Regions from separate parts of the Mus musculus genome. Here regions 2, 3, 4 and 5 are each linked to region 1. A link is a contact called in public HiChIP or PLAC-seq, capture Hi-C and promoter capture Hi-C data. All regions are on one chromosome and are shown on one strand. Each heading gives the region's core, a stretch centred on a gene start, on an enhancer-like site or on the middle of the called end of the contact. The rest is flanking DNA. Distances are from core to core; before and after follow the strand shown. Region 1 holds the start of Zfp820 (zinc finger protein 820). Region 2 holds the start of Cldn6 (claudin 6). Region 3 holds the start of Zscan10 (zinc finger and SCAN domain containing 10). Region 4 holds the start of 6330415G19Rik (RIKEN cDNA 6330415G19 gene). Region 5 holds the start of Zfp945 (zinc finger protein 945).

What was found. Promoter capture Hi-C pulls out the DNA fragments that hold promoters and counts their contacts. HiChIP or PLAC-seq counts read pairs in DNA pulled down with a chosen protein or histone mark. Capture Hi-C pulls out chosen DNA fragments and counts their contacts.
Region 2: a promoter capture Hi-C map of second pharyngeal arch cranial neural crest shows a contact between it and region 1. The contact joins the promoter of Cldn6 here to the promoter of Zfp820 in region 1. A contact is called at or near these places in 2 of 39 promoter capture datasets (cranial neural crest and second pharyngeal arch cranial neural crest) and 2 of 115 datasets of contacts at active chromatin or transcription factors (astrocytes and stem cell-derived neural progenitor cells).
Region 3: a promoter capture Hi-C map of liver shows a contact between it and region 1, with 5 times the contacts expected there. The contact joins the promoter of Zscan10 here to the promoter of Zfp820 in region 1. A contact is called at or near these places in 3 of 39 promoter capture datasets (the 3T3-L1 cell line, cranial neural crest and liver).
Region 4: an H3K4me3 HiChIP or PLAC-seq map of embryonic forebrain shows a contact between it and region 1, with 6 times the contacts expected there. The contact joins the promoter of 6330415G19Rik here to the promoter of Zfp820 in region 1. A contact is called at or near these places in 1 of 39 promoter capture datasets (cranial neural crest) and 3 of 115 datasets of contacts at active chromatin or transcription factors (the 230-238 cell line, embryonic forebrain and pancreatic cancer cells).
Region 5: a capture Hi-C map of embryonic stem cells shows a contact between it and region 1, with 4 times the contacts expected there. The contact joins the promoter of Zfp945 here to the promoter of Zfp820 in region 1. A contact is called at or near these places in 3 of 39 promoter capture datasets (embryonic stem cells, hippocampal neurons and liver) and 1 of 9 other capture datasets (embryonic stem cells).

Annotation. Positions count from the first base shown.
Region 1 is chr17:21,842,291-21,847,942 of GRCm38.p6, reverse strand. Zfp820 (zinc finger protein 820) reads left to right here and starts at 2,184. Exons shown (of 5, transcript NM_029281.2): 1 at 2,184-2,299. All of the region lies in intron 1 of Gm31758 (a long non-coding RNA gene), which reads right to left.
Region 2 is chr17:23,676,619-23,682,270 of GRCm38.p6, reverse strand. It overlaps Cldn6 (claudin 6), which reads right to left and starts at 2,906. Exons shown (of 3, transcript NM_018777.4): 1 at 2,864-2,906; 2 at 2,450-2,513; 3 at 1-1,223. The coding sequence starts at 1,207. The coding sequence ends at 548. Tnfrsf12a (tumor necrosis factor receptor superfamily, member 12a) reads left to right here and starts at 4,822. Exons shown (of 4, transcript NM_013749.2): 1 at 4,822-4,944; 2 at 5,648-5,652. The coding sequence starts at 4,851.
Region 3 is chr17:23,598,211-23,603,862 of GRCm38.p6, reverse strand. It overlaps Zscan10 (zinc finger and SCAN domain containing 10), which reads right to left and starts at 3,037. Exons shown (of 7, transcript NM_001289481.1): 1 at 2,904-3,037. It also overlaps a transcript of Zfp13 not described here.
Region 4 is chr17:23,547,614-23,553,265 of GRCm38.p6, reverse strand. It overlaps 6330415G19Rik (RIKEN cDNA 6330415G19 gene), which reads right to left and starts at 2,467. Exons shown (of 2, transcript NR_126484.1): 1 at 2,366-2,467. n-TRccg2 (a tRNA gene) reads left to right here and starts at 2,931; the gene lies at 2,931-3,003. It overlaps n-TRcct2 (a tRNA gene), which reads left to right and starts at 4,426; the gene lies at 4,426-4,498. It also overlaps the pseudogene Casp16.
Region 5 is chr17:22,864,369-22,870,020 of GRCm38.p6, reverse strand. It overlaps Zfp945 (zinc finger protein 945), which reads left to right and starts at 2,887. Exons shown (of 5, transcript NM_001110254.1): 1 at 2,887-3,040; 2 at 4,685-4,774. The coding sequence starts at 4,738. It also overlaps the pseudogene Gm32892.

The DNA of each region.
Region 1 (5,652 bases), core at 935-3,434:
AAGTATCACTATTAGTAGATGATATGATAGTATACATAAGCGAGCCAAGAATTTCCACCAAGGAACTTCTATATCTCATAAACACTTTTGCCAAAGTAGCTCAATACAAAGATAATGCACACACAAAAAAATCAATAGTCTTCCATTATACAAGTGACAAACCAAAGGAAAGAATCAGCAATACAACAACTTTCACAATAGCCTCAAAAAATATAAAGTATAGTAGTGCTAACTCTACTGTGTTGGTGTTCTGTCTTTTGCTTATATTGTAATGCTAAATAGTGTCCACAAGGCCCGGTTGCCTCCTAGGAAACAGAGATTCTGCAGGTACCCAAGTGATGCTCTGTAACCTTGACTCCAAGTTATTCCTTATTGGTGAATAAAGATATTTACAGCTAATAAATGGACAGAAGAGAAATAGGCTTGGTGGGGAGGTGTGTCAGAGAAGAACCCTGGGGAGAAAGAAGATGGAAGTAGAGGAAACCACCATGGGCTAAGAGTCTTAGATAATGGCTATGTTGGCTGGCTAATTGTAGTTCAAACAGCCAAGATAAAACATGGCAAAATATAACAGGATTAATAGTTGGAAAATAGACATGTAAATAGCATAGATGATAGATACATTCCTAGTTCTGGCGCTGATAAAGGCGTATTGTAAAGATTGTGTATGTCGTTTACCTTTGAAGTGAATCATCAAAAGCTGGGCAGTAATAACAGTTGGAATTAAATATTTTCCACAACATAGTGCAAGCAAGTGTAAAACTTCTAGGATAAAAGATTCAAGTCTTTGACAAAAGAAATTGAAGAATATACTAGAATGTGGAAAGATCTCCCATGCTTGTGGATGAGGAGGATTCACATAGTAAAACTGGCCATCCTACCAAAAGAAATCGATAAATTCAATGCATTCCTTACACAAATACCAGCTTGTATGTTGCAGACCAGAGTGATAAAATGATGTGTCAGGCACAAATGCCCTTTCCCTTGAGAATTCAAGTATTACTACGTCCATTTTCCTTACCATTCTGATCCTGACCATGAATCCTGTCTGCATGGAATTTTAAGTACTATATACTCACGTCAGAAGGCATTTTATTTTTCCTGGCTATCAAAATTCTATTACATTTTCTATTACATTATGACTCACATGAACTGGGGCTGATGCTAATGTTTTCATTCATGTTATGATTGTTAGATTATTTACAGGAAAATATTTGTGCAAACTACTATTTGCATTATCTATTTTCTTTTTTTTTTTTTTTTTTTTTTTTTTTTTTTGTTTTTTTTTTTTTTTTGGTTTTTCGAGACAGGGTTTCTCTGTATAGCCCTGGCTGTCCTGGAGCTCACTTTGTAGACCAGGCTGGCCTCGAACTCAGAAATCCGCCTGCCTCTGCCTCCCGAGTGCTGGGATTAAAGGCGTGCGCCACCACGCCCGGCGCATTATCTATTTTCTTTGCTATTGTGGCCATGACAAATCTCTTGGAGTTTAACTTTATCAGTGCTTCCCACTGCCCTGTTGTACAGCTTGTTGTTTCTACAGAGTGACCTTTGTCCCTGGAGCTCCCCAGAGAGCTTGCAGAGCACCCTCCCACCATTCTCTGTCCCATCCACATTTTCACCTCAGTGGTCTCTCTTGTATTTCATGTATGTTTTGACACATACTTTGGAAGGGAGCCAAACTTTGTGACTCATATTTAGTTTTGTGTGTTGGGAATGAAACATAAGAAATTGGAATTTAGGGTGTTGGTTATATTTTGCTGTGCGTTTGTAGCCCAGAGTTTTATTCCAACCTAAGAAGTTAGGCTGCCAATCTATTATCTGAGGGTTTCAAAGCTCACTCTCAGATGTCAGAATGCAGCTTCCTATGGAACCAGTTTTTTCAAGTCCTTCAGCAAGCAGTAGGGAGGTTGTGCAGAGCAGGTCCACAGCTGGAGCTGTGTGGCAGGAAGCCTAAGACTGAGAGGGAGGGAACTGAATCCCCGGAGCAGGGATACTGGCAAGAGCAGGACCTTGACAGAAACAGGATAAAAGCAGGGAGGGGTCTACCAAAATGTTTAGGGGAACCACGTGACCATAACCAGCATTTAGTGGGAGGGTCTAGGAGAGCAGCCCGAAGGATCCAGGCCTGAGTGACAAGAATTTCTACCAATCGTTTTGCTACGTTTTGGTTTCCGCGTCCTAGCGCTCTCTGGCCCTGGAAAAGTCTCCTGAGAAGCAGTTCCTTTGCTACGGGCCGGGGGAGTCAGGATCAGCAGCGCAGCGGCGGGAACCGCGGTCCAGCGGACCTGGAACCTCCCAGGTAAGAGGAACTGCGGGGCTGGGGAACTGGCGGGAGCGGAGCAGGGGGGTGTTTTCCGCAGCTGCTCTTAAAGACGCTGCTCTCACAATTCTGTTATGGATATCTTATGGTTGTCAGGAAGTTTGAGATCCTGTGAACTGGGATTGATCATGACTTTTTTTTTTTTTTTTCATTTATCCTCCAGTTACCATCGTATTCAGTCGTAAAATAACTCATAAAAGAGCAGTTGCACTGTTTCCTATTTCCTAATGTGGCAATTACAAAGATAGTGGAAAGTAAGTTCGTTCTTGCTTTCTCACTACCTTGTTAGAAAGCAAGTATTGCTCATTCAAGAGAACGCCTTTGGCCCTGGTTAATAGGCTTCCCTAGAGAGCTTTGTATATAATATTTTATGAGGAACCAGTGCAGATTTATTGAACCAAACCAAAACAAAAACTTTGTCGAGTGCATTGTCATGGGTGTAAACACTAATATTTACTAAGCAGACTTTTTAGTGGCCATGAACTTTTTAATCAGAGTTGTATGCAGTTTAGGATGTAAGTAAAACATTCAGAAATATGTCTTCATATGCTGAGTTCTTATGTTACTCCTTGGGTCCAAGCAAGCCCAGTATTGCAGTGCGAGTGTATCAGACCGCACTATTTATATAATTAGAAAATCCACTATAGATTAAAATAAAGCTTAGAAAGCATCTTTTGAGTAATTATGATCATTCCCCTGTATCAGAAAATTGTCTCCTTGGTTGAAGGAAAGAATTCTGCCCATACATAGGTGGCCAAGCTGTTGTTTTTATTTTAGGATTTGTTATCATTTAGTGCTGTGACTGTGGACTTCTTGTAGGAGAAATGGGAATTCCTAGACCCTGCAAACAGGGCTTTTGGCAGAGATCTCTTTTGGACAGTGCAGCAGTTTGGTTTCTGTTAATGACAATAGTTTTCCTGAAGTCTCCCTAGCTCTTCCTCAGAGTTCAAGGGAGAATGACTGTGCATGTGTCTGAGCCTACATGCTTAGAGGAAAAGAGACATTTTTATTTCTGATATTTTCTCGCTCCTTCATGTTTATCCTTTTTTAGGTATCCTTTAATTTTGTTCCATGAAAAGTTTGGGTGCTTCCTGAAGACTCTTTCCCATGTGCAGGTGTCTCACTCCTCAGGTAGTTCAACTCACCTGTGAATCTGAGAGCCCTGGATGGTGAAGAGAGGAAACTAGCAAAGGATCCAGGTGTGTTAGAGGGAGTGAAGAAGGTATAGGGAGAGGCTCAAATCCCAGTAGAAAGAGGACATGAGATTTGTTTTGCCAGATTCTATTTCATTCTAAATATTTCTAGATAATTGCAGTGAGAATAACATCGGAATATTCCCACTGTAATTTTTAGAATACCTTTTATGTAAGAATTAATTTACAGAGGCAAATGTAATTTAATTGGTTTGTATGTGAGGGATATTGTCCCCCTCCCATTCACATCTCTGATCATATCTTCGTACCAATATTAAACATTTTCATTGTTACAATTTTAATGTATTGTTCAGTCAGAACACTTGATGCCTGTTAGTTTTTTTCTGCTCATAGAGTTTTGGAGCATTGTGTAGTTCCTTTAAGTTGTCTTATCTTTTATGGTTAATTTCTCAGTTTCCTAAAGTAATGCCAGCAAGATTTTGATAAGATTTGTTTAGTAACTTTGCATAGTATTAAACTCTGTCTATATTACCTTCCCACTGATACCCGCTGTTGTCGGTCTTCTTGTCAACTGTTCAAGATTTGCACTGTTATAATTTTAATATACTTTGAAATCACCCTTGGGTTTGATCCTTCTCTCATATATTTAAAATTTTTTTTGTGGGGCTGGAGAGATGGCTCAGTGTTTAAGAGCACTGACTGCTCTTTCAGAAGTCCTGAGTTCAGTTCCCAGCAACCACATGATGGCTTACAACCATCTGTAATGGGATTCAATGCCCTCTTCTGGTGTATTTGGAGTGTGTTCATATACATAAAATAAATAAATCTTTTAAAAAAAAATTTTGTGGTTTCTCATTTTATAAATTTTTGGAATGATTTCTCTATATTTAAAAATATCTGTGTGATTTTGGTATTTCCAATTTTAAAGACATCCTTTTATATTTCTTCACGTTTGACTGAGAACATGCTAACAGTGTTCCTGTGTCTTCTACTAATGTCAGCATTCCAGATTCTTAGAGAGGAACTTTTTTCAAATTTTTAATTTTTTATCATTATTATTTAATCTTTTTTCACAGTCCAGTCGCCAACCCCCTCCTCGTCCATCCTCTGAGCACTCCCCATCCCACTCTCCCACCCCCCCCATCTCCAAGATGGCATCCCTACTCCCAACCTCACCCCACTGGAAACCTTGAGGCCTCAAGTCTCTTGAGTGTTAAATGTGGAGAAGACATTTTAAAAATCTGTAGTCATTACTAGGTTTAAATAATTTTTTCTTTGTTAATTTTATTTTTGGGGACACTTTGTCTAGGTAGTCTTGGCAGTTCTGGAACTCCATAGATAAGGCTCCCCTTGAACTGAGATCTCGATCCACTCCAGTGCTGGGGTTAAAACCTGGCCTTGCTGACATGGTCCAAGTCCAGAATTCTGCATTAGTTTGAGAAGATTGTGCATCTTCTGCTGTTGTGTAGATGGTTTTCCAGAGGTGTGCTACTCATTACTGGTTTTCAGTGCTGGTCATGGCTGTCTTTCTAAATGGTGGATATTGAAGCTTATCTGCATCACCATCTATCTGCTTCCTTCAGTCATGTCATGATTGTTTAATGCATTTGGAAACTTTTGTGAAATGCATTCATGTTGATCATATAGTTTTCTGGGAATATACCATTTGATTATTTGTTAATATTCTTTGTTTTGTAAGTTGATTGATTTTGCTTTTCCTGTTACCTACCATAAATGTTTCCAACACTCTTGACAGAAAATCCTTAAAAAAAAAATTTATATGGGCCTTAGCAATTAGTGTTCTTCTTTATTTTTTAAATATAATTGGTGGCTTTGTAATGGGACATACTGACAGCCTCAGAGGCATTGGTGGCTCTGGAGATATGAACCATTATGTCATAAATTTTTTTTAATAGTAGAGCAATTCTTCTTTGTGTAAATGTGCCTCATGTTCTTTATTTATTCTTCTGTGGAGGGGCATGTGGTTTATTTCAATTTCTCGCCATTATGGATAAAGATGCAATGAACATGATTGAGCAAGAGGCCTTGGGTAGGTTGGAGTGTACTTTGGGTATACATCCTAGAGCATTATGGGTGGATCTTGATGTAGTTTGTTTCCCATCAATTTAAGGAATTGCCACACTGACTTCCTTGGTGGCTGTACAAGATTGCACTCCC
Region 2 (5,652 bases), core at 1,657-4,156, 1.8 Mb before region 1:
CCTTGGTAACTTATCACCTGCCCTTCCAGGGCTGGAGAGAAGTCTGACCAGGAAGGGGTGCGTCTGTCCTGTGAGTTACCTCCGGCCACAGCAGGAACTCTTGGGACTGGGACAGGATATTTTGAGAAAAACAAAGGCCAGGCAGCCTTAGAACACTGCACAGAAGATCCCCAGAATGAATAATGACGCAGAAACTCAAGTGTCCCATCCTCCCAGCCTCAGTAGCTAAAAGTGAGAAATGCCAGCAGCAGAGAGAGAGGTGGAGCTTGGACTCAGGTTGAGGCAGGAAAACTGGAGCTGGAGGTCGATCAGAGCTCCATGAGAAGAGCTTGTCTCAAAAACAGGTGGAACAAACCCTAGGGACAGACAGGGCACCACATGACTCACTGGTGAGTGCTTGCCTACCAAATGCGTGGGGCCCCAGGTTCAATACCCAGTAGTACAAAAGAAAAACAAGAAATAAGACAACCCCCAAACTACTCCGTAACCTTTCTTGATGGCTCAGCTCAGGTTCCCTGGCTAGCAGAGCCTCACTCCCCAGTGAGCATCACACATAATTCTTGGTGGGATATTCGGAGGGTCCCCGAGAATGTGGGACAGATGTAGAATAGCAGGCCATGTAATGTCTGGGTCCCTGGGTCCCTCCAGAAGAGCAGGCGCAGCATAGTAGCCCTCCACCCAGCAGCAAAAGGCCTGAGGCTGCCCAGCCCAGGTAGAGGGAGGCCCCCAGCTCCCGCTTTTGAGCATCAGCCACCAAGGGGTTGTAGAAGTCCTGGATGATAGAGTGGGCAGTCCAGCAGACAGGAATGAGCGTCAGGACCCCAGAAATGACAAAGATGATGCCAGAGATGAGCACCAGACGAGACTTGGAGTTCCTATCTTCCACACAGGTAGTGCACTTGGCTCCAGCCAGGTACACGAGCAGGCCAAGCAGGACAATGAGGAGGGTGACAACACAGAGGGCTCTGGCAGCCTGCAGGTCCTGGGGCAGCGCCAACAGTGAGTCATACACCTTGCACTGCATCTGGCCAGTGCTCTGAACCACACAGGACATCCACAGCCCCTCCCACACCATCTGGGCCACGACGATGCTGTTGCCGATGAAGGCGGTCACCTTCCACATGGGCAGGGCACAGGACACCAGGGCGTTGACCCAGCCAAGCAGGGTCAGGACGATCCCCAAGATTTGCAGACCAGTAGAGGCCATGATGAGGTTGAGGGGGCTGTGTAGTGTGGAGGAGATAAAAGGAGAGTCATGTTAAAGAGCAGCATGTCTGGACATCCCACCTCGACAGCTGATACCAGCACCAAGCACCTTGACAGTTGGCTGCTATGTCCTGTAGTGTGGATTAGATACACTTCCTGGGTCAGTCAAGAGCAAAATAAGCATTTACTTCTTTCCTAGACTGTGACAGGTGGAGAATGAAATCCTGTTGATTTTCATGCAAGGGACAGGAAATAAGACATACCTGAAGCACAGGACAGCCCATAGCGACAGTTGTGTCTAGATTTTAGTTTAGTTTTGTTTTTTATATCTTAGCTGAGAAAGGGTCTTATGTAGCCCAGGCTGGCTGGCCATAAATTCCCTGCATAGCTGATGCTGGCTGTGAACTCCTGAACCTTCTGTGTCCACTCCCTGAATTCGGGGACTGCAGGGTTTACCACCAGAGGGGTAAGGCAGGGCTTCGGCTTTTTGCACGCCAGGCAAGCGGTCTAGGAGCTGAGTCACATCCTTAGGTACATTTTATCAGAACAAAGACAATGACATGTCGGGAGTATAATTTTGGATTGGTCGGGCTCTCGATACAAGTTTCAGGCCCACCCTTATCCCGTGAGCACTCAGAGGAGACCTGAAGCTTCCTCCTGCCACCCAAGCAAGGTTCAAATGGAAACCCCCAGCTCTGTTTCAGGTGGGTATAATTCCTTGAAATCTCGCCCTCCCTATGTTCCAAGGTCTGCTCCTCCCAATCCCTGGAAGTTGCTGGAAGCCCTGCCAGTCCGGGTCCAGCCCACCCTATAGGGTGAGAGAGATAAGGAAAAACAAGCCCTTTTGCCACAAAACAGATTTTCCTAGGCTACCAGCTCTTTCTTGACCCACCTCCACCTCTAAGGGTCAAGGTGCGGGCCTCGAGGCTGGGAGCATCCTTTTGAGTTTTAGACCAAAGGCCGTGCTACCTTTCTTTCCCCTCTCCACACAGCTTTAAGGAGCTAAAATTCAAGATCCCAGTGCCTTTTGTGACAGGCACCTGTGTCCTTCATTTTGCTCTTCATGATGTTGATACGAAGGGAATCAGTTCTGCTTGGCGCCCTGCTGTGGCTCTTCATAACCCTCGGTTCTACAAGTCCACCTTGCCCCTAAGAATGGCATAGGCCCCTTTCGACTCCTCTCACTTGCAGGCTCACGCTGGGGACCATTCTCTCCCTCTCATCTCTGTCCCTCTCTACTTACCGAGTGCTCGGTCAGCTTTGTCTGCGGACGTCCAGTCCGGTTCGGCCACCCCTGATATCCGAGCCTAGGAGTGCGAGACCAGGAGGGGCTTAATGGCGGCGCCCGCAGCTGGGTCCGCGCCTGCAGGTGAGGGGGAAGGGAGTCCCGCCCCAAAGTGGCCAAGCAGGTGGAGGAGGGGCGTCACAGGTTTCGGTGCCTTTGTCCCAGGGGAGGGGGAGGGGTGTTTAACTTTTCTGGGGCCGAGGGGACCCGAGCGCTTCTCCCGACGCAACCCTCTCCTGCCTAGGTGGCCACCGCAGGTGGCCGCCACCAGGATCAAAGCTCCAGCATTTAACTCACGCCCGCACGCACTCTGCCACATCCCCTGCCTGCGTATTTTCACACCCGCAATTTACACACATACCCCAGGCTCACCTGCAAAAGAGACTGCTAAGATTTCCAGGTCGAAAGTAGGAATGAGGGCGGAGGCAAGGGGTCTTAAAGTCTCAATGACGTCACTGGACCACCTCTCTTTGGGAGGAGCAGAGACCCCTGCGGCGATAGCCACCTGCGTGCGTTTCCCAAAGTTCCCTTAGTTGGTGGCCACTCCAAGGGCGGAACCTGCTGAGTTCAGTAACCTGGGCTATGACTTGAGACTTTACTCAACTTTCCCCAGTCCCAGTTTCTCGCTTTGCGAATGAAGACAGGTCTGTATGTTACCTAAGGATACATTACTTTTGTGACTCTTTTTTGTGACTCTTTGGGGGGCAGGGACGGCGGGGGGACGACGACGACGACGACGACACCCTGTCACACTGCATACCTATGATCAGAGTTTGTTCTCTTCTTCTACTCTGTGGGCCCCAGGGATCGAACTCAGATTGCCAGGCTTGGCAGCAGGCAATCTTACCCACTGAATCATCTCGTGCTCTTCCCGAGGCCCTTAAGAAAGCAATATATAGCCGGGCAATGGTGGCTCACGCCTTTAATCCCAGCAGTTGGGAGGCAGAGGCAGGCGGATTTCTGAGTTAGAGGCTAGCCTGGTCTTCAGAGAGAGTTCCAGGACAGCCAGGGCTATACAGAGAGACTCGTTTTGGAGAAAAAAAAAGAAAGAAAGAAAGAAAGAAAGAAAGAAAGAAAAGAAAGAAAGCAACAGAAAGCAACATATATGGCCAGGCGTGGTGACACATGCCTTTAATACCAGGGCTGGGAAGGGAGAGGCAAGCGGATCTCTGTGAGTTTGAGGCCAGCCTGGTCTACAACGTGAGTTCCAGGACAGTCAGGGCACAGTGAAACCTTGTCACAAAACAAAACACAGAGCCAGGCGTGGTGGCGAATGCCTTTAATCCCAGCACTCGGAGGCAGAGGCAGGTGGATTTCTGAGTTCGAGGCCAGCCTGGTCTACAAAGTGAGTTTCAGGACAGTCAGGGCTATACAGAGAAACCCAGTCTCGAAAAACCAAAACCAAAACCAAACCAAACAAACAAAACAAAACACCAAGACAAAAAAACAAAACAAAAACCCAACCAACCAACCAACCAACCAACCAAAAAAAGCAGCACGTGGGTCTGGAAAGATGGCTCATGGGTTAGCCTTTCTGCTCTTCCAGGTGCTCTTTTTTTTTTTTTTTTTTTTTTTGCTCCCAGCTTATAACCACTTGAAATTCGATTGCCAGGAGATCCGTTGCCCTTCTCTGGACTCCAGAGACACTCAAACATATGTGTCACACACACACAAATAAAAGGTATCTTTCAAAAAAGAAAGTAGCATTTCTATATATGCTTGCAGTACTGTTTACTGATACCGGAGAATGCCAACATCAAGATCAGCCTAAGCTATGCAGCTAAAAAACTAAACCAAACCAAAGAAAATCGGTGTGGTGGTTCCTGCCTACAATCCTAGCACTTGAGAGGCTGAGATGAGACAGAATGTTTCAAATTCGAGGCTACTCTGGGATAGAGTATGAGATTTTGTTGGTCCCCCCCACCCCCAAATCCAAACAAAGCAAGCAAACATAAAGGATGTGTGGATATAACTCAGTTCTCGCCTGGTATGTTTGAGCCTCTGGTCTCCACCCCAGAATTGCAAAAGAATAGACAAATCTAATTTATTTGGGCTTAAAAAGAGGAAAAACCCAACTATGCAGTTATGTCTTATAACTGATTTCCTTCGCTCCACATCGTGGGTACTCAAGTTTGCAGAGGGCGGAGTAGGGTAGACACTTGGCGGGACTGTGTTGAATGAATGGTTTTACTGAACTGACTGGGTTTAACTAACTGCTTACTCGCAAAGCAGAGTGGCTGTTGGGGCGGGCCGAGGCCAGCGCTCCGCCCCGGAAGGCGGGGGCGGGGGCGGAGCCGCAGCCCTGAGTCTGGCTTGCGGGTGGTGGGAGCAGACAGTTCTTGCCTCGGGACCGGCAATCATGGCTTCGGCTTGGCCGCGGTCTCTGCCGCAGATCCTCGTGTTGGGATTCGGCTTGGTGTTGATGCGCGCCGCGGCCGGGGAGCAAGCACCAGGTATGCACGGCTCAGACGACGGTAAACCTCGGACTTTGGGGAGGTCAGAAACGGAATTTGAGTGCCTGGAGAACCCGGTGAAACCAGGGAACCGGGAAGACACGAGGATTTGCGATTTGTGCTCTTCAGGCAGCAAGTTCCAAGTGGGAAAGGTCTCAAGTTTTATCCGCAGTCCGAGCTTCAGTTTCGCTACCTGTCCAATTGAGGTGTGGGAGGTCTTCTGTCTCAAAAGTGAGAGCCAGAGTAGAGAGAGAACGTATATTTGAGGGCAGGAGGTTTGTTTTGGGAAGGGGGCACGTCCTCAAACTGGTCTGTAATGAGATCTGTCCAGTCTTGGTATCTTTGAATCGCGAAGGGGCAATGGGGACTTTGCCCTCTATACCATGTGGGGGTGCCCCTTCCATCCGGTGACTTCAATGCCCAGTTATGCGGGGGGAGGGACTGGGGTCGGGCCCGGTGCCCAGGAGTGAGTCACACTGTGGCGCGCGGGGGGGTACTGTCCCCCCCCAAGTCCCGCGCCACTCGACCCCCCTCCCGCACTGCCGCGTTTGGGTCAGGCGATGCGGTCACCTGCGAGGAATGAGTGGGGGGCGGGGGGGACACGCGATAGTGACTCACGTTATTCGAGCCGACTGACCCTGACCTCAGCCCCCAGAATAGCCGCACCCAGCCGCAAGCTTCTGACCTGCAGCCCCCTCCTCAGGCACC
Region 3 (5,652 bases), core at 1,788-4,287, 1.8 Mb before region 1:
TGCCTAGCTTTGCGATCAGCTTGTTCTTCATCTAGTGTGGTAACAACTCTCACTCACTTTCTCCTCCAGCTAGCAATGGAAAGTGTTTGACTGTCCAACAGGGGGCACTAGGTGCCACCTTTTTCTCTAGCTCAGAGGGCTACTCCTTCCTTCCTAAGGACTAGACTCAAATCAATTCAGTCCAGATCAATGAAACCTTTCAGCACTGTACAGAAGGGTTAGCTCCTCTTTCCAGGCTGGGCATGGAACCCAAAACTCAGTCTCAGGAATACTAGGCAAATATTCTACGGTGCCACACTTCAACCAGTTTCCAGTTTAAGTTCCTTCCTTCCTTCCTTCCTTCCTTCCTTCCTTTCTTTCTTTCTTTCTTTCTTTCTTTCTCTCTTTCTTTCTTTCTTTCTTTCTTTCTTTCTTTCTTTCCGCCTGCCTCTGCCTCCAGATTAAAAGTGTGTGGCACCATGCCCGGCCAGTTTAAGTTTCTTAAAACAAAGTGGCAGCGGCACTTTGGCTGTCTCTCCCAAGCTGATCTCCTTACCCACCCCAACCCCCCAAACAGTGGGAGTTCCGATAGGGGGATGGGACCAGAGCCTTAGGCAGAACTTTCCATTCCAGTAACTGCAGCCCAGAGCAGCACCACACAAGGAGCGCTGCTGCACTGTGGGCAGACGGTGGGTGGGGTGGGGGTGGGGTTTGGGGGGTGGGGTGGCGGGCGGACTTGTGGTCATTGTTCTCATTCTTATTAATTATAACATCTTATCAAAGGTATCCAGATTAGGCAAAGTGTCTCTGCCCTGAATTTTGTATAGATAGTGTCCAGGATGAAGAGAGCTCTCTAAATTTCCTTTGTAGGAGAGCTGTATTGGGTGGAAGTATTACAGAAAATCCAGAATTTTAAACTAGCCTTGGGAAAGAGGGATGTGGTGCAAAATGATGACCCAGGCCTAACTCCTGCCCTGGGTCAGGTTGTCTCCATCTTGATCCCTTGCCTCCCAAACACAGCCTGTCCAGTGTGAGCTTTCATCCCATAGGTGCTTTTTCTATTGCAATGACCTCGTCCAGTTCAGGGGCCCTGAAACACATCACCCACTGGCTGCTGTACCCTAATCACTGCTCACTGCAATCTCTTCTCCTGGCTTGAGCAAGAGGCATTGTTTCGAGTTCAGTAAGTTTTTGCCTGTCATTTGAAGTGATTTACTTTAATGACTTGAACACGTGCAATGGAACAGCAATAATAATAGTACTACGTAGTAGTAGTTGCCACTTTGAAGTTTTGAAGTCCTAAGAATCAAAGTACGGTTCAGGGAAAAAAAATCTGTAATAAACACCCAAAAACTAGGAGGATGAGACTTGAGATGTAGTTCTCTTAGTAGAGTGCTAGCCCTACCAAACATGTGGGAAGCCGTGGGTCCAATCCCCAGTATACAAATGTCCTCTAAATCCTAGAACTTGGGAGGTAGAGACAGGAAGATCAATTGAGTTCAAGGTCATCCTCAGCTCAGTTGGTGATTCAAGGATACACGACTCTGTCTCAGAAAACAACAAACATATTAGAAACAAAAAGGAAAAGGAGAGAGAGGTTATGGAGCCAGCCACAGGTGAGGCAGGACTGAAAGTTTCAGGCTCGCCTGGACTTAAGTGAAGTACAAAGCTGGCTTGGGCAACTTAGTGAGATTCTTTCTCAAAAATAAAAACACAAAGAGGGGTTGGAGTAGTATCTTCAGGGCCTGTGCCCAGCCAGCACATCGAGCCCTAATTTCTGGCTCACACACACAGGAAACAGCATTGCATTTCGCTGTCTGAAGAAGCATATGAAATATGATATGGAGGCGCTCCAGGCTCAGAGCGTGGCTGCTTTTCCGGAGCTCATGAGACTTCAAGTCCCAGAACTCACATGGCAACTCCCAACTGTTGGTGGGACCCAGTTCCCTCTTATAGTGCGCAGATGCACATTCATACAAACCCTCTGTATATAAAATAAATAAACCTTAAAAAAATAAAAACAATTAGAGAGTGAAGTCACTCTGGCCACTCTGCAGCAGATGCTCGTGAGTTCCAAGCGTTTAGCAGCCCAGTCAGTTGCCTGCTGCTCACTTCATCCCGCCCGGACTCACTTGCTAGATCAACCTATTAATCCTACAGGTTCAGAGAGTCCAAGGTGATTTACTCACAGCTTCACCCGGTGCTGCAATACTGCTTGCTAAAGTGGAAATGGGGTTCCGAACCCACTATTTGCGTCCTACCCCATGAAATTTTGCCAGTATTAGCTTGGAGTATGACAGCATAGATAAGAAAGAGAGAATTCTAGATTCTGGTCAAAGGCCCGCCTAACCACACAGCAGCTGGAATTTCTAGGTGAGGACTTGCCAGAGGTTTCCAAGAGATGGAATTCAGGCAAGTAGGCCTTAGAAAGCCTGTCCCTCCCCCAGGTCTCCAGGACAAAAGGCCTATTAATATGCACCTCTGTAGGGGGTTGGCTGGGTGTGGGGCGAGAAAGCTCTTTAGTGAAATCTGGCCGGTCTAAATTTGTATGTAGGTACTGCTATAAAATCCACCTACACACTAGGGAGCTAGAGTGGTCCTCTGCAAGAAATAACCCCCTTTCTCTGCTAGCAGTCTAACTTGCTCAACTCTGTTAACTTGTTTTTTTTTTTTTTTTTTTTTTTTTTTTTAAGGCAGAGATCCCCTTCTGGTGCTAGGAACGCATGGCATCGTCACTTCTGGGACCCTCCCTCATGTCTCCAAGGCCACAAATGCATCATGCTGTGTGGCCTTGGAGTCTCCAGCACGAGTTACCCGCTCATTATAACCAAGACTTTTCTAGCTCTCAGCCTACCAGTAGGTCCCCCGAAACACCCTTCACTCTCCACAGTGCTGTAAGCCTACACCCCAGCCCTCCAACTCACCACTCCAGGTACCGACGCCTGAGGCCGAGATGTTTGGGGATCCTTGGGAGAATTCAGGGTAAGAGGCAGCGTAGCCTAGTTTGGGAAAGGAATCCCGGGAAATGGAACAGGAAGTTCCCTGCCTGACCCATCCCTTTCAGGTAAGGGGATAAAGGGGCTTCCAGGAATTAACCCTTCACCTCCCAGTCTGGGTGGGGTAAGGAAGAGGGAGGAGCCAGAAACAAACCAAGGGAAAAGTGATGACTCCAGATTCTAACTTTGCCAAGCTTCTGTAAGAGTTAAGTTACTCTAAGCCAGAGCTTCTCCATCTACGCGGAGACAGACTGATGCCCTTTTGGGGCCAAGAGCTTCTGTTTTACGTGCTTGCTGTGTGTAGGCCTCTTTGCTTGGCTTTTCATTCATACAACAAATATTTATCTACATGTTTATTAAACAGCAGGCTCTAAGGACATGGAGCTAAACTGAGGAATGAGGCCCTGCCCCAGGTGGATTTGGGGTGTGGGGGTTGCATTCCAAGGAACAGATGAGACTGCAGTTGTAAGAAAATAAAATAGGTCAATTAGAGTGGAAAACACCTTTAATTCCAGCACTCAGGAGGCAGAGGCAGGTGGATCTCTTATTAGTTCAAGACCAGCCTGGTCTACATATTGAGTTACAGGTTATAGTTACGTGGTGAGACCTTGTCTCAAAGTAGAAAAGGAGGGGGACAGAAGGCAGGTGTGATGGTTTACACCTGCAGTGCTATCTTTTCCAGGTTCAGCTAAGGCTGGAAGAGTGCCCTGAATTCCAGATGGGCTTGGTGTAACAGAGTGAACTTGTCTCAAAAACTCAAAACCAAAGGGATACATCTCAGTTGGTAGAATGCTTTCCTGCCAAGCAGGAAGCACACATCATAAAATTGGGCATGATCGTGCACACTTGTAATCTCTGCATCTGGGAAATGGAGGCAGGCCTCTTTCAGCTAATATGAAGTCTGAAGTCACTGGGCTACATGAAATCCCGCCTCAAAACAAACAAACAAAAACCTGGGCCACTGACTTCCACAAGTAGTCCTCTGACTTCCACATGTGCCCCCACCCAACCTATAAATAAGTAAATAAATAAATGTAGTGAGAAAAAAATTAAAACATACACCGACAAGAAGATGTGATAAAGATGAGTGTTCCTCAGTCCATATAGCTTTTAAAAGTCTCCCCCACCAGAATCCTGCTAGTGGCTTTGTCCTACTAACAGCGCCCTCCGCCTCGCCCCGCCTCTCAGGAGAAGTTACCTCCACAAACCCTTTGGAGCCCACTTTAAAGTCAAACTCTCCCCTTTGCATTGATGGGCTTTCTTAGTTACATGCTCCCAAATACAGAGGAGGATTCCTTCCGGGAATCAGTGGTGCTATCTGGAGTGTCCACCCCGTTCTAGAGTGCACTACATCACTCGCGGGGTCAAGGAAACTCGGCGCTGGTCGCCCCCAAAGCCCTGATGTCTCAGACTGTCGTGACTAGGCCCAGCCTTGCTCTGGCTGCTCCTAAGTTTCCCTGCTAGGGTCAGCATCCAGCTTATTTTTAACTGTGTGGGGTGGATCTCACTGGACCACCCAGTAGGCACCAGTTTTCTTACTGCGCTCTATGTCCTCAGCACAGAGCCCAACGCCTAGCACGCAGGACACAGGAAAAGGCTGAGCGACAGCTTGACTTAGGCACCGCCCTCAAGAGATTTCCAGTTTTTCAATGGCAGAGCACCTCAACTTCCTGCTGCGGACTCCTCCCACAATCCTGCAACTTTGATTCCTCTCTAGAAGCCCCAACCCAAGAGAGGTGGGCCGGATGGTGGGAGCGGGGCATTCTGGAATAGGCGTGGCCTTCTCTGGAGGCGCGGCGAGCAGGGTGAAGGAGTGGAGAGCTTTCTCTAACAGCAGCTGGGCACAGTGGGTAGAGTCCTTCCTGTCTGTGGTTGCGGTGGTTTGGGGGGCGGGGAGGAGGGGGCGCAACAAAGGTTCTGAGAGTAGGGAGGAAGGCTGACGAGTTTACAGCTTGTGTAAACAGGCTCCCCAACTCCTGCTTCTCTGCGTGGTCTGAGCCCGCACATGTTCACCTTTACACACTAGCCTACACACTAACCGTAGACATGAACCTATCCTGCTTCTTGAACTCTAGTGGAGGCAGCCGCCCACCCTGGGGAAGCAGAAACCATCGTGTACCCAGCAGAGGGCCCTTGACTGGTGGTCCAGCAGAACCAAGGTCCACAAGGGAGGGAGCAGGGAACTGCTGGGTCAGAAAAACCTCTCCTCAAACTGGCAGGCAGTTAGGGAACACAATGTGCGTAGGACGCGGTGGGTACACTGTCTACTGTGTTCAGTTACTAGTGAGTCGTAGGACAATGTTTCTTAAGGACTCTCTCCCTGTGACTGTTACAAATTTGTTTTGTGTTTATATGTGTATGTATATATGTGTTCCTGCTGTATACATATGTATACAGGCACACGTGTAGTCATACTTGTGTGCAGGCTGAAAATCCATGTCCATTGACTTCTTTGATTATTCTTGTTTTTTTCCCCTCTGAGACAGGGACTTACTATGAAGCACTGGCTGGTCACTGTGTAGATCAGGCTGGCCTTGAACCCACTAAGGGGTATCCCCTTGCCTTCTGCCTTTCTTCCAAGTCCTGGGGTTAAAGGCACACATACCACTATGCTTGGCGCTGTCCTCCTCCTCCTCCTCCTCCTCCTCCTCCTCCTCCTCCTCCTCCTCCTCCTCCT
Region 4 (5,652 bases), core at 1,218-3,717, 1.7 Mb before region 1:
GCCTGCGGGCTAGCCATTCCCTGCCCCTCTCCAGCCTCCCCTGGAGTCAAGCCCACAAACTTGAACCTCTATGAATGTTGCCACCCCTGCAAGCCTGCCTCGCCCAGAGATATCCTGAGGTTCCACTGAGTAAAGGTATCTGCCCCATCCTTCTCCAGGGAACAGGGACCCTGGTGTGGGGTCAAGAGCTCTCCCATGGTACCGTCATTGGCTGAGAGCACCCCGAGCCATCCCAACCCAGGCAGATGTTCTTCAGATCCATGCTGATGCTCCAGGTGGGTCTGCTTTTCTTCTGGAGCCTGGGCTTGGCACACAGGTGCTGGGAACCATTCACACAGCACACTACTAGGCCTGGTAGCTTGGAGTTTGCTGCTTTGCCAAGATCCAGGGAGGAAATGTCTTCCTAAGCTGTGAGGGACTCTGAGGTTTCTGCTCCTAGCTGAGTCTGACAATTTGGGAGTTAGCAAGAGGACCTAGCCTCTCTGAGTTCATACAGCCTGGATGCTGTAAGGCTTGTGGGTTTTCAGCTCCACATTCTTTCCACTGTCTAGTGCTGCCCCTGAGCCAGAGATGACAAGACACTGGGGCAGGTGGAGTCCCTGGATGCTGGTAATGGGAGTTGACTCTTTTTGCAGACAACCTTATCTCCACTCCAGGGAGCTCAGGCCAAGCAGACATCCTTACTGTCTCTGCAGCTGTCGAGGGTAAGAAACCTATGGTTATGGTGGGCCTAGTTTCCTGCCCCATGGCTTGGAGTGATAGCTTCACTCTCAGCAAGAGTCCAGCCCCAGTTAAGTCACTCTCCTCCTACAGGTTAGTCCTTAGAGTCAGGGTTAGAATGGCAAGCTCCTGTCAAATGCTCCCTTGTGTAAGTTCTAGGACAGGACAGTCCTGCTTGCTTCAGGCGCCTGTCCACTGTTTGGTACCTAGCAAGTCCACAGTAAATATTTGTTGTACATTGATTATACCCAAATATTCACTCTACAAATATCGGCAACTTCTTCCTGATGCAAGAAGTCCCTGACCCTGTGCTGGTCTGAAGCCAGTTACCCAGAATGCTCTCTGCTTCCCCTCCTCACTTCTTCCACCCACAATAGGCCACTGAAGGTTGGGATGTCAGCCCAAGGTTGACTCTGACCCCATCCCCTCACCTAGGCTGTGTGGCTTATCGGGATGAAAAGGGCTCGGACTTTGTCCAGACACTGGTGGAGGTCATCAGAGCCAACCCTGGAAGAGATCTCCTTGAGCTGCTGACTGAGGTGTGAGGAACGGGGTTAGGAGGGGAGAAAGAGGGGCTGGATCTGTGGGAGTGTTCTCATTACCTTCCACTTAACCCAGGGAAAGGAGAAGCAAGGAGAAGGCTCTCTCTCTCTCTCTCTCTCTCTCTCTCCCTCCCTCCCTCCCTCCCTCCCTCCCTCCCTCCCTCCCTCCCTCCCTCCCTCCCTCTTGCCCTCACATCAAGAGATGCTCAAATACAGGGCACATTGGTCAGACAAACTCAGCAGCAGCTATTACATACACTAAATAAAGTTCAGGAGAGGAGGACACCAGAAGCCATTGGGAGGAGGGGACTGAGGTGGGGGGTATACTGGGAAGTAGAAGGAGCCAGCAGGGGGTGCAGGAAGGGAGGTGCCACTGGGTTGTTACAGAATAGGGTCAGTTCATTTGTACAGTTTTGCAGGCTAATAGGGAGGTCCTCTTCTTGTGTTGAGGTCAGGGTGGGCAATGCTGGTCTGGCTGATTATATGATTATATATATGGGGTGGGGAGCCTTTCCCTTTGGGTGGGGGACTTTTTGGTTGAGAGCAAGGAGCTCATGTAAAACTGCTGGGTTAGTATTAGGCTCAAAGATGATTAGGTAGCACTTGAAATTTTAGGCTTACAGAACAACAGACACAAGAGTCGGTCATTGAGGAGCATGCCTGTAGCTGGGAGGTAGTGGCAGGACCAGAGACTGAGACCAGCCTAGGATTCATAGACTATTTCAGAAAGTATCGACCTCTCCGCAAAAACCCCTCCAGCAGACAATGACTGCAGTGGGTGTGATGGACTGAGCCCCTCAGGGCCTAGCTGAGTGTCAACAGGGTCAACAGGCGGGTGTGTGAGCTGGACGTCCTGGGGCCAGACAGTGATGAGCTGTGCAAAGCCTGCCTGGAGATCCGCAGCTTGCTCAGGCGCCGGCTCTGTTTATAGGACGAGCAACCTCACCACTTCCCCTACATCCCCTCTTCACACCCTGTCATCGATGCAGCAGTTTGGGCGTGGGAGCTCACATAGCGCCAATAAATATGTATGTGTTCATGATCGGCGTGCTCCGGAAAATGTATGCTCTTTCTGAAATACGTGAGATAATGGGGAAAGTTACCTGGTAGTAGATAGGGGATCGACTGTGCTCTCGGGAACCAGAGGTTGAATCGGGTCTGTGCTTCCTGTCTGGGACTACGGAACCTCACAAGGCTGACCTGGATATGCTGGGAGAGGCTTAGGGAGAAAGAAGTTCTGGGAAGGATCATCTCCGGAACTATAACTCTCGCCTCGCTGAGTCCCTGATGCGGGCGGTCTCAATCTCCACATGGCGCTGGGGCCATGGAGTTGCCAGAGAGGCGAGCCAGCACGGGTCTGGAGACTGGAAAAGACAATTGTGGATACTTCAGTGACGTGATAGGGCAAGTTCATGTGGGTTGTCCCTGGTCTTGAGTTGAGGGCCAGCCAATGGAGGAGATCTGAAAGACGAGCCTCTAGGATCCGGAAGGGCTTCTGCTGACTGACTGCTCAGGAGTCTGATTATATCGGTTCAAACTTGTGGAGGCTCCTTTGAGACTGTCACTAAATAGATTGGCTCAATAGGTAGGATTTTTCTTTGGTTTAAGCATGCGCAGTAGGCGCTTGAATAAGTCTTATGGAGAGAGCTAAGGCCTGAGTCAGTGTAGGGCCGCGTGGCCTAATGGATAAGGCGTCTGATTCCGGATCAGAAGATTGGGGGTTCGAGTCCCTTCGTGGTCGCTGCGTGCATTTGCTTTTTAAAAACCTACCTTAAAATTTCCCATTCTCAAATTTGCTTTTCAAACTCTTGTCTGGTACCCCGGAAGGAAGACCAGCATGTTTGTATTAAGTAGGTGAAGTTATTATCTCAAGACAGACTACGAGCAGCTCGAATTAGTGCCAAGGAAAGGAACCGAATAGATGCTAGATTGGATTGCTTACGTGGTGGGTGGGAGGTGTCCCAAGGGAACGTTAAAGACATTTGATTAAAATAAAAAACTCAGTAGGCTATCTGGGTGAATGCAATTGTCACTGAACTGAACACTTGAAAATAACTAAAGCAGTAAATTCGGTTTATATGTCCACAGCTTTAAAATCCATGAAACAGTAAGAAAATTAGATTTCTTACAATGTCCAGGCACACCTGTAATGCCGGTATTTAGGAGGCGGAGGCAGGGGAATTAAAAGCCACTGGGCTACATGAGATCCTGTCTCAACAACAACAGAGGCGTCTCCTTACAGGTCCAGTGTAAATATAAATTTTTAAATAGCAAGAATATGTCCCAGATTGAGTTGACATTTAACCTGGTGTGTGTGTGTGGGATATCTCTATTTAAGGGATTCGGTCTAAGTGGAACCGTTGTCATCCCTACAACTCCCAGGAGAACCACAGAATGGGAGGGCGGGGTACCAGCTCACGTGACAGAGCCTTGTGCAGAATAATTTTCTCTTTAATGTTACAGTGGCTTAATAAAGCTTGCAAATATGTTATATCAGACACACACATGAGATAAAGGAGAGTCAAAAGGACACGAGGATAACGCAACTGGGCCGGAACCCACAAGCCTCAAGCCAAAACTCGACCTCAGGTTCTTCCGACTGTGCTGTTTAGTTGTTGCTGTTGTTGTTTAATTTACTTTAATTTTTTTGAGGGGGGTGGGTATCAAGTAAAATATATAGGCCAGTTGTATACTCTATAAAGAGAAAGCATGAAGACCTGTCCCTACCAAGTAACATTTGGTTGAAGAGACGGTGGAAGACTGGACAGAGACCCGGCACAGTTATCCTGGACAGGGAACCGGCACTGCAAAGCACATACATTATCGTGCCGGCTCCAGTTTCCTGCATCCTGCATCACAAACACGTTTTCCATCATACTGGTCGTCCGGGTTCAAAGGGCTCATTCAGTATTGGAATCTTGGATATCTTGCACCATAGAAAGACGCGTACCTGTTCTGTAAACCAGTGAGCAAAATAAAAGCAGCGATGTACGTGTTTCAGTCGCCTCCTTACAAGTGCGTCCTCCTTTAGATCTTAAGGGTGCTCGGGGCCCGGCAACGTTAGAGCCGGTACCTTGGCTGAAATGGTACACACGGTTGATGGACACGGAAAGAACCCAAAGACTCAGACTGGTGGAACATCCATAACGTCTCTTTCTCGTCAGCCCCGGTGGCCTAATGGATAAGGCATTGGCCTCCTAAGCCAGGGATTGTGGGTTCGAGTCCCACCCGGGGTAATGAGGTGTTTTAGGCACTTTTAGGTAGCTGGTAAGTGAGCTGAAGAGAAACGGTTCCTTGCAGGTGGTTTTGCTTTCAAAATTTTGTTTTGTTCTCAAATAAATTTCAACCTACCATTTCAAGGTAATGTTTTGTTTTCAAATAAATGTCAACTTACCATTTCAATATAGTTCTGGCTGTCCTGAAATTCACTTTGTAGACCAGGCTGGCACTCGAACTCCGCCTGCCTCTGCCTCCCGAGTGCTGGGATTAAAGGCGTGCGCCACCATAGCCGGCTCAAGGTAATGTTTTGTTTTCAAATAAATACGCTTTCACTTTACAAAATACCATATGGTTTTATTTGAACGATTTTTATGTACCACCAATTATTAGTTGATACTCAAACATAGTAATTGTTCAGATCGTAGACGTACAATTCCATTGCAGTTCCTTAAAATACATACATACATACATACATACATACATACATACATACATACGTCTTGTTATGTAGACCAGACTGGGCTCGAACTCAAAAATCCTTCTGCATCTTCTTTCTGAACACTAGGATTACAGATGACTCCAGGTTAGGTTATATGTATTTTCAAAAAAGTCCTTTTTTTTTTTTTTTTTTTAAATAAACCCAATTATTTAGAGACTACCTTTCAAGGCAACTGGTTAATTTTTAAATTATAGTTTGGGGGCATAGATCACTGGTAGACTCAAGGCACTGAATACTATTTTCTTAGCTCGAATACATATTTGAAATAGATAATAATAGTATACTTTAAAAATACATAGAATGCATGGCTTCATCTTTCGATAAAAACGTCCCAAAATACAGGCTTTGATATATCATAAAATTGGAAGTTTCTGATGCGTGGTGTGTCAAGGACCCTTCCTAAATAATGCTGTCTTTCACAAGGCCTCCCTGAGGCTGCTGGTTCATCTTACACTGGGATTCTGCAACATGTACGATGTAATTATATTTTCTTCGTTTGTCAGTCTTAGCTGGGTACATAATGATTGTATGGAGGTCTTTGGGGTTTGACCCTGATTTTCTAGAGATTCAGTCCATAGATAGGGTCCTTAATGTTCTTCCTATTGTACCTTTAAATTATTTAAATTTGATGTGTTTATGAAGTATCAAATTAAATGTGTAAAAACTAAATCT
Region 5 (5,652 bases), core at 1,638-4,137, 1.0 Mb before region 1:
ATATTAGAACATATGAATGAAGATTCTATGTAGGCATCAGCTTGACCTCTCCATATTCAATGAGTTGTGGGAGTCTTGTCTTCATCAATGAGGCCTTGCAATCAGTTTGTAGAGAGCACCCTATTTGGTGGCAACAGCCTGGATTATTTGGATATTTCCACTGAACTCCTTTGGCCAACAAGTCAATTGGATATAACCCAGTCCTTGTACATGAAATTTCTTTTCTGGACAAGAGATGTCCAAATGGGATTCCATCTCTCCCAGTATTTGGAGAATTCATCAAGATCATCTTCATATCTTTACAAAATAGCACTTTTCAAATTTTATTTTTTTTTCTTACAAACATCTTACAAGAAAGTACAGACAACAGAACTTCGAGGAGTGTTGCTCTGTAGTTTTCCTTTCTTACCCATTGGCAGAACCATAAGTGTGGCAATGCAATATTATGAAAATATATCTTATATTCTATGAGCATGTATATCACTTGCTGAAAACATCAAATACAGAGGCTGAAAGTAAACTTCTAAAATGAACATGCATTTATGGATAATGGCTGATAAACAGTGATGCTTGTAATACTGTTTGTTATCTTGATCATCTGAGGTCAGTTGGAGCCTGTAACCTAATCCCTTGTAAAACTCCCTTAAAGATTTCTGCAAAATGTCCCATTCCTTCCCCATGTGATGCTTTCAATGCTATTCAATAAAGACAGCAAAACTCTTTGTTAGGGACAGACATAGTGATAACAAAAAGATGCATACACAGAGACAGAAGGGAGACATGGGGATACATTCATAAGACAGCCTTCAGGCTGGCATATGTTCAAACTCATGCAATAGACAGAGGTTGGAGGCACAGGAAGCATGAAGTAGAAAACTCAAATGTGGACTTACTGGTAGTCAAATAACTCCTAGAGAAAAGGCTTTCATTTCCTTCCTTAACTCGACTTGGATGCTCTATTAATCACTAAAGTGTTTAATCCATTCACATATGCAGAATCTATTAGCTAGTGACATTTTTGTTTGCTTGTTTGTTTTGCATAAACATAAGCTGGGAAACAATAAAACTCACCACAGTGTGAAACAGTTAGCCCTGTCATTTGAAAGGTGCCCATGGGCTCAGAACCCTGAGACTTCAGGACAGACCTTTAGCTCTAGGTTTGTGTTTCTGAGCTCCCACCTACTTGCAGAGCTAGGATGCCTTTTAACCTGTTATGATCATGACAGCAGAGTTTGAACCTCAAAACACACCAGAGAAATATGGTCCTCATTATAATCATGAAAAGTCTATTTCTTAGCTAGACTCTGTAAAGAGACTAGGATAATTCTAGAGTATCTTTTCCCCAGCCTATGCAGGCACATATAGGTGTACACAGAGAATTATAGAGAACAATCAGGAAAACATCTACAAACAAATTGTCCTTTTGGTAGTTTAAAAAAAATATCTGGGAGGATGCTAAACGGGCTATTTCTCTCTTCCTTCCTTCCTTCCTTCCTTCCTTCCTTCCTTCCTTCCTTCCTTCTTTCCTTCCTTCCTTCCTTTCCTTAAAGGACAAAAATTCCGTATGAAAATTCAGTGATAATGCAGAAAGATGAGGCTGTCAAATATGCAGAAAATAAGCAATGTATATGGGCACAATCATAAACAAGTCAGTTACATCATGCCATCTATAGCTCTGGGAATATTAAGGAAGAGGAAGGAGAAAGAAGTAAGGAGAAAAGATGAGATGGCCATAACATGTCATTCTCCAGATTCCATACAACTATTGTAGTCAGTGACTCAGAGCACCTGTATTTACCTGCACTGACCTCACTCAAGACTAACCCTAGCTACAATCAGTCTCCAAAGAGGAGAGGGTCACAGGACCCCACCCTGACTGTGGCAATAAGTCAGTTTTAGGAGAAGGGGAAATCACTGTGCTTAGTTGTGTCTCATCTGCTGAGACCAGCAGGTTCCAAAACATAGTTCCAAAACCAGTGTCTCACAGATGATCCTGATTAATCATGATGGGTCACAAAACAAAATGAATCGAAATGAATATGAGAAAGAGAGAGAGAGAGAGAGTGAGAGAGAGAGAGAGAGAGAAGGAGATTAGTTGGAAGTATGGGCCAGAATTGTAGGGAGTGGGGAATTACAGTGTGCACTACTTATTAAATTCAGTTTGCATATTCTATATTGTCACTACTTCCTTCAGGCATTTGCTATTGTTTTGTTGCCCACAACCATTTTGTTCCTATTTTGAGTTTATTAACATACTTTACAAACTTTGACCTTCTTGAACATGACTCTGGTTTTCAGTTCTGTATATTGGATATTTAAGCTCCTTTCCTTAGGGGATACAGATATGATTAGTGTTTAGAGGCAACAACGTTCAATTTTTGTTTTATTTTGTTTTGGGAAAAGGATCTGAGTGAGCATCAGAATTTACTCCTCTGTGTGTGTGTGTGTGTGTGTGTGTGTGTGTGTGCTGGTATTCCAAGGAGGGGAAGTTAGAATAACATATCTGATGGGATCAGAACCCATGTTGGAGGTCAGATACTGGGTGCATCATCCTATTTGATCCAATTCTGGTCAAGCCTGGCAACAAGTATAGGGGATGATGAGAGCAAAGAGCAAGTCCAGGTCTGGCAGCTGGAGCTGTGTGGCAGGCTGCCCAAAACTGAGTGGGAGGAGCTGTTCCTGATGGGTGGACACCCCTGTCTGAGCAGATGATTTAGGGGGGTGGGGGTGGGGCAAAACAAAACCAGCTGGGAAGTAAAGTAAATTAAAGTAAAACAGGCCTATAGTAAGCGGGTTTAAAGGAATCGCATAACCGGAAGTGGGCTATGTTGGGCGGGTACAGGAGGAGCTTCTCTAAGAAAACAAGCGTGAGTGACAGGAAATTCCACCTTTCCCTGAAGAACTCAGGGAGCCGCACGGTCTGGAAGTGGGGTTGGAAGAACCCGGCCGTGTATTAGGGTACCCGAAAACTTCCTTAAGACTCAGGTGCCTCTGGGAGCATTTTGGAAGCGTCAGCAGCCCGGCAGCGGGAACCTCCCAGGTCAGAGGGGCTGGGGGGCTGGGAAAAGGGTGGGAGCGGAGAAGCAGGGGTGTGTTTTCCTCCGCGGCTCTTAAGGACGCCGCTTTCATAATTCTGCCATGGTTATCTTAGCGTTGTCGGGAAGTTTGAGATCCTATGAACTGGGGGTTTATCGTGATGTTTTCGTTTATCTTATGGTTGCCAGAATATTTTCCGAAAATAATCTCGTAGAGCATTTGCAGAATCTGCAGTTCGCACGCAGAGCTCTCTTTGCTCCAGCAGTTACAAAGCTCCTCGAATTCAAATTCACTCATGCTTTCTTAACACCCCTGTTCCACCATTTCCTATTCAAGAGAGTGGCCATTGGCCCGGAGAATGGGCATCCTCGGAGAGTTTTGCAGATATTAGTCATCTGAAGAACCAGTTGAGATTTGATTGAGTCAGAAAATATACATGACTAAGCACCATAGTTAGAGCTGTGAACTTTAAATATTACTGGGCAAAGCTTTACTCCCCGTTTTGCTTTGGTTTTGGTTTTGGTTTCCATCTTAGATGTGCACACTCTGTGATGTAAATACTGCAGTCAGAAATGTGTCTTTATATGTTGAGTTACAACTGAAAACTGAGGACGTGACTGCTCTAAGGTATGGTTGAGGAGAAAATTTATTGTAAGTTATGTTAATCCTGAGATTTGCCTGAGACAAATCAGTACCACCATTTGGGCAAGTATTATTAAATATTAAATACTGACCAAGCTATGGACTTTGGCCTCATGCTACAGGAGTTTATAAAGACAAACCTGCATACATTCCCATGAGAGTTTGTTACTTTTCCAAGAACTACAACTCCCAGCATTTTAGGAAGTTATTTGGTTCTTGGGTAGGTAGTGCTTACATGTTAATTTTGGGCTTCACAGTATGAGAGAACAGAGGTATCTGGAAGGGTCCAAACTTAACCTGGCCGTGACTTGGGGGGTTGAAAGGGGGAGTTAGGGAATAGGAGGCTCCCAAGAGAGGAAACAGGTGCCAAGGAAACAGTTATCCAAAGATGTCCACTATGATATATTAATAGGCACCTCAGTTAGCCATTTTTCCTAAGCTCCTTTGATATCTAACAAGGCCAGACCAGCATGCATGCTGTGGAAGGGCAATGTCAAGCCACCTTATTGTTATAGATAGAAAACTCACTCTAAATTAAATAAAATTAGAAAGCCCTTTTTGAATAATTATGATTGCTCACTTACATCAGAAACGTGTCTCCTTAGTTCAAGAAAAGCACATGTGGCCAAACTGTTCATTATTTCATGGTCTGTTGATATTGAATTCTGTGACTATGGACTTCTTACCTAGACCCTGCAGTCAGGGCTTTTTTTCAGAGACCTCCTTTTGGAAAAGTGCATCAGTTTGGATTCTGTGAGTCACAGTAGTTTTCTTGGAGTCTTCCTTGGGGTTCCTGGGAAAAGGACTCTTCGGCATATGTGTGAACTGTGTGTGAATGAGTCTCACACCTCATAGAACAGAGTAAAATCCTCAGAGAAAAGAGACATTTTTTCATGTTATTTTCTCTTTCCTTCATGTTTATCCTCTTGGGAGGTGTCAGCATCTTTCATTTTTGTGGCATGAAAAGTTCCAGGTGCTTTCTGAAGACTCTCTTCTCCACATGCAGGTCCCCACTGCTCAGCCAGATCTGCTCACCAGTGAATCAACTAAGAACCCTGGATGGTGAAGAGAGAGGAGACTATAGTAAAGAATCCAGGTATGTTAGAGGAACTGAACAAGGGGTGAGGTGGGCCTTAAGTGACAATAAAAAGAGAATGTGACATTGGTTTTTCCAGATTCTATTTCATTAAGCATTCAGGAAATTTTCATTGAGAATAATATTAGATGTTTTAAAATGGATTTTTCCTTATAGGTTGTACAGTGAACAGTTTTTTTCAGTATTTAATTAGCTATGGATCTCTGAATTAACTGTTGCCCATTAACAAGTTTCTCTGACATAGACTGAAAGCAGCACCAAGCTATCTATGTGACCAAGCTATTTGAACATGTAGCAAATGTCAGAAGTGAATTTTCTTCTAGGGCCTGAGGTTTCCACTATAACCCATGTATTTCACACACATACACTCCATCCCCCATATGGAGTTGGCCTCAGATTGAACCAGAAAGCCTTCTGTACCCACAAGTTATCTTAGCACTATGGTACCAGTGGACATGGCCTTGCATGGCAGATTGAGATTGGAGCACACAGGATCTATAGCTGGGTATGGACATTGATACCTCTGTCCCCAGCCCCAGTCTGCAGAGCAGTTTTTGACACCATGAATGCAACCACCAGGCTGTCCAAGACATTTGTAGACAGTGTGAATAGTCTAATCTGAGGTGTTTGTTTGTTTTGTTTTTTTCTCTCAAGAAGGTCGACTTTTTTCTGCCTATCTTATATTGTCCTCTTTAAGCATGTCTCCGACCTTGAATTGTGTACTGAGTATGCTCTGAGTTAGTTCTGATTAGAGCACAGTAATTCCACTTGTCCTTTGTTTTATACTCTTTGCATTAGCTGTGCCTCTGTTCCTGACGTATGTTTCATCTGTTCTCACATTCTTGAGGGCTTTTATATTCAGCAAATGTCGCATTATT